2 separate regions of the Lactuca sativa genome follow, and region 2 is linked to region 1. Evidence: chromatin contacts called from public Hi-C data. All regions are on one chromosome and are shown on one strand. The core of a region is the stretch at or near the end of the contact, and the rest is flanking DNA. Distances in the headings are between cores, read along the strand shown.

The links. Hi-C and Micro-C count contacts between places; a contact is called where the count stands out from the background.
Region 2: a contact with region 1 is called in a Hi-C map of leaf, with 5 times the contacts expected there. The contact joins the promoter of LOC111877788 here to the promoter of LOC111877766 in region 1. A contact is called at or near these places in 3 of 4 Hi-C or Micro-C datasets (leaf and seed).

Annotation. Positions count from the first base shown.
Region 1 is chr5:263,888,604-263,891,303 of Lsat_Salinas_v11, forward strand. It overlaps LOC111877766, which reads right to left and starts at 1,287. Exons shown (of 4, transcript XM_042902856.2): 1 at 1,029-1,287; 2 at 494-611; 3 at 180-390; 4 at 1-22. The coding sequence starts at 1,180.
Region 2 is chr5:264,048,363-264,051,189 of Lsat_Salinas_v11, forward strand. LOC111877788 (presequence protease 1, chloroplastic/mitochondrial) reads right to left here and starts at 1,476. Exons shown (of 20, transcript XM_023874307.3): 1 at 1,108-1,476; 2 at 549-732; 3 at 226-400; 4 at 1-133. The coding sequence starts at 1,363.

The DNA of each region.
Region 1 (2,700 bases), core at 37-2,536:
TTTATCCGCACCACAAACGAACCTGAAAAAACCCCTCAACAACATTACAAACAAATTAATGATTTATGATCTTGATTTGTTTATCTTGTCTTTAAGAAATTTAGTCCATGTGATTGTAATAATTTATCATATACTGTAATATTTATTTCTTTTTACAGAGAAGGCAGTTGAAGACTTACATGCAGGAAGGTTTGAAATATCAGCTGAAACAGCACAAGGGATTCCCAAAGTTGAAAGTGCTCCTCTTATAATTCCACAAGGGAAGTAAAGATGCATGCCTGTTGCTTGTGCTGCTTTGTTTTCAGATATGGCAGAAGGATCTTGAGAAGCACCAGAGATCTCCATTGATGGATCTCCTGACATGCGTGAAAGCCACCGGAATTTATTATCCTGCAATACAAATGTACCCTGTAACAAAAGAACAAAAAAGCCACCGAATTAAACATTTAAAACAATGACTTTTAGTTGTAGAACTTGAGATATGAAGTTTTACTCTATGATTAGTCTTTAAATTGTCTATCTGCTTCTTGAAGAGCTCTGACCAGAAATCCTTGCAGATAAACTTGATTGCTTCTAGGTGATCACTAAACCTTGGGCGCTCCATTGTATACCTAACACAACAATCAAAACTCGCCATTTTCAGTTACTATAGTTTTTTTGTCGACATACTAACTAAGGTATCTCATAGTGAAATACGAATAAGAAGATTGATTTTAATAACAAGATACTCTATAGTTTAAATGTATGTATGTAAAATCCTGAAAAATTCTTAATTCAACAGTTTATAATCCTAGAGTGGTGATATGAAATATCTGTGGAGGTAGTTTAATTGGAAAGAACCCTAGTTTATGTTAACTGATAGTCAAAAGAGTGAGTAAATTTGGATCGATAAATACAGACATAGGAAACATAACCAATACCCAACCAAACTGACCTACAATCTTAATAAATAGAATCATTTCGCGATATGATATAAAAATTGAGGTTGAATTGAATTTGTGTGTGTATGTGTTAGGTGATTTACGTACCTTTCAGAGAGCTGATGGCCGACCTGGTAACCAATCGCTTCGATTCTCCGAGCAGCGAGCTCCGGCTTATTGGCGTAGAATCGGTTGCAATACGACGATACAATCTCCGTTAACAAGCTATCCATACAGCTTTCCGATACTTCTCTTACCATCCTTTATCTCTGTATCTTATACTGTGTGTTTCAGAGAGAGAAAGAGATAGAGATGATCAATGGCGACTCTGCAATTTGACGATGATTGGTGTCGCTGTAACCAAAGTCTTGTTGATACAAGACATTAAGACTAATCATGTAGGCAGCCCATTAACTTTAAAAGCCCACTGGATCATTATGTACTTTTAAAAGTCTCAATCTCTTATCTCCCGTATGTCCATTCAATTTCCATCTATGGACAGTGGCCTTTTCTAATACTAAAATATTATAGATAAAACTAGATTATCACCCGCGTAAAACGCGGGGAACATATAAAAATGTACATATAAAGGTATAAAAAAATTGGAACTATAAAAAAAATAAAGTAATAGAAACAGACTTAGCATTATTGGTAACATTGAAATGTCTGGAAAAAAAAAACAATGAAACACCTAAATATCTATAATCGTTGAAGGATCTTTTTATAGACATAACTTTTTGTTGTATTAGTTGGATGACCTTCCTCGTCATATATGAGTAACTTCAATTCTCTTTTCACTTGTGACGCGATAAATTTAGGTGGATGACCTTCCACGTCATATATGAGTAATTTCAATCCTTTTTCACTTCTAAGGTACATATGATTATTGAAATTAATGCCAACCAAAATCTTCAATATTTAAGTGGCTATAAATACAACTACCCTCCAGTTTTAGGGCCCTTGACTTTACCCCACTACCAAGCAGAAACGATTCCTCAAATACTCTAAAAAAACCTGAAATATTAAAATATACACACAAAAAGATGAAAAGGGTAAAATGAACTTTCAAATATAACAACAATATTTTATAGATAATACAAGAAACAATCTAGAAACATGCAAATAGAGATGAAAGAACATCATAATTAGATTAACACCATATACTCATTTAGTCTTATCTTTCTTCTTCCCTTAAAGGAGTTTATAAAACATTTTTTATTGTATGATGGATTTCAGAATTACTTTTTTGAGATATGTGAGGTTGCAAAGAATGGAACAACAAAGAAATGAAATGGATAGGTAATCGTAAAAGCAAGATAACAGAATAAGTAATTCCATTCCAGAAACATGTTTGCGAGGCATGGAATGGAACATAATGAAAATTCCATACGATTTGTATGTTATATATTGCAATTTAAATTCTAAAGATAATCCTTCACATATCTTTGTTTGTAATTAAAAATGATTTATATTGCAAGTTTTATACTAATATCTTCTCTTATTGCTAAGAAAACATTGATACTCACAATATTCCCAACCCTATTTTCAAGAGTGTATGGTGTACTCATTTATCCTTGAGAAAGTAAACTCAATAAGAAGATTCAAACCAGTTAAACGAAAGAATAAGTTTGTGAAAGGTTCTTACTATGCTTCTCGGCATGCCCAGACAACGCAAGTTAATTTAACCAAAATTAATCAATCCCAAACATTTTCCAATAAGATTTATCGATGTAATCTATTTACATGGTATACTAAAACTTTGTCTTTTCTTTGCTATTGA
Region 2 (2,827 bases), core at 226-2,725, 160 kb after region 1:
CTTTATAAGTTATTTCTTCTGAAGGGTCATTCAGCTCGTAATGCCAACCCTCTTGTTGGAAAGTCTTAATGTCCTCCACACATTTAGGAAAGAAGACAGCATCCAGGTATACATCAACCAAGTTATAAAAATCCTACAATTAAAGAAAAAACATGTATTATTAAACTAGATTTGGGAAGGCTATCACCTATGTTTGTTTCCAATAATTAGTCAAAAGTTATTAACCTTTGTGTTTGTGGATGCAACAGGATAGCATGTCCTATCAGGATATGTGAACGCATTTAGAAAGGTGTGCAAGCTCCCCTTCAGTAGTTCAACAAAAGGTTCTTTCAGAGGATACTTTCTTGAACCACATAATACACTGTGTTCCAATATGTGAGGAATTCCAGTTGAATCTTTCCTGCATTAATAGTTGGATGAAGTGACGATTAGTATAACATATGCAGTTATGCACTAATGGATTATGGATTAATCAGCTGTCTCAATTACAATGCATACAAGCATTAAACAATACACAGCAGTTTTCAGATTCTGAAAAGGAAACTTACGGTGGAGTTCGGAAAACTACGCCAAAGACCTTGTTCTCGTCGTCATTTGATACAGACATTACTTCGCAACCGGTTTTCTTATGTTTATACAAAACAGCTGTCGACTTACACTCCTCAATAAACTGCTCGGAGACCTTCTCAAATCCAAGCTTCTCAGCAACATCATCGTGAGCGCCAATAGCATCTGCAAACAAGCAGTAAACCCTAAAATTAACATTAACAAGTGATAATGAGTGACTATGACAACCTAATCCGGTAAATCAGTCGTGAATAATATCATGTCCTCTCAGCGGTATTCGAAAGACAGCTAAAACTTGAGTTCTGAATTCAAATAGGATAAATTGTAATTGATATAAAAGTGAATAACATTTGAAGGACAACTGTAATTTAAAACTCCGTATGTCTGTATAGCAATTAACATAAAAAGGACTAATGCTGAATTGCTGATGTAGAATTTGTAACAAACTCCATATCAATTTTCTTTCCAAAAAAGTACGAAACTTTAGCTCTTTGTCAACGAAGCGGAAGGAACATGAATTAGTAGTGATATTAGTCATACCAGGTGAGAACTGTGGAGATGAAGTTGCGATGGCTTTGGGGGTTACAGGCGAGAAGCGAGAACTGAAATGAAGGCGGGATGGCAAGGCGGTGGAGATTTGGCGGAGGTGGCGGCGAAGAGGAGAACGGCGGTGGATATTGGGGATAAGACGGTGGCGATTGGAGGAAAGACGATGGGAAGAACGAGAGAAGGTTCGAATACACGCATGTGAAGTACATGAAGAGATAGAGCGAAGAAGAACAGCTCTCTCCATCATCAATGGATGTAACGAAAACCGCGATGTGGTTGCAGAAGGCAAAATGGAGCTTATATGTTGTGTGGTGGCTTGGAGAGAACGTTGCAAGATTTCAATGGTTCTTTTCTATTTTATTTTTTTATTTTTTGTGGTTTTGGACTTTGGCCCAAAGTATCCAAAACTCATTGATCAAATTATACGCCACCGAAGAGAGGAAGGCCGAAGCAACTTATATTTTGTAATGTTAAGATTTTTTTATTACAAATAAGACCGAAAGATGTGCCATTTTCTGTACTTGTGGCGGTGCGGGAAGGGTTGGGGCTGCGTCAAGGCACCGGGAGTTTTATTAAGGGTGTTGATCGGATAAAAATTTTGGGTTTCGAGTAGATTGGATCAAATAGATCAGGTTTTCCTTAAAATAATAATACAAGATACCCAACCTATATTGCAATTTGGGTTTTCGGGTTTTAGGTCGGATCGGGTATTTTCAGGTATATCTAAAATTACTTAAGTATCATTAATTGGATTTTATTACATTTGGGTTTGAATGCAAAAATTTTTATGGTTAGTTTGGGCATCGTGAAGTTAAACATAAAAGCTATATATTACCATGAAATTAAAGGTATAAGATTTCCGGCAACAATCATTTTGCAAGAATTAGGTCTATGTAAAACTTTGTAGTTTAATAACCATATATTAATTATTTGTTTCTTAAAATTTATGCGATGACTAACATTTTCTTTACTTTTTTACTATATTTATTTGTATCAGATTTATGATTTTACTTTGAAACATTCATTTTAATTTTATAAAAGTCAGTTTGACTAAATAACAATGAAGGGTTAAAATGTAAGTATATATAGTCATTTGGATCAATAGGTTAATAACATTATATGGTTTTTTAATCGGGTATTCAAGCATATACAGATTTTTTTAAACCTACCCAACACCCGAACTATATAAATATCGGGTTACCCGATTACCCGAATTTCCTAACCTGATACTCGATTTACACGACCCGATCTACCTGAATTCAAAACGGGTCGGGTTGGGTAATCAGGTATCAGTTATTTTCAACAAGCCTAAGTTTCATTGTACCAATTTTTTAACGTTGCTCTTTTGACCGTTTTTTAACGGATATATTTAAAAAAAAATCATTTTGTACCACCTTTTGTTCAAGTAATTTCTTTTTTTGACCCTAAGTATTTAATTTGTTGCAAAGCGGTTTGTAACATCCCAAAAATCAAGGATAAAATTTCCATTTTTATTATAATTAAAACATAGATTGTAACTTGATCCAAATATTTAAAAACATTTCTAAGTGACACAATTATCAGAGTTGAATCCCAGAATCACATATTGCGGAAAACACGGGTGTGTGCGCTGCGATCAAGTTGGGTCCTTCGCTTTCGAACTATAAGTACCTGAAATCAAAACCACAAACTGTAAGCATGAAGCTTAGTGAGCTCCCCCAAATATCACATA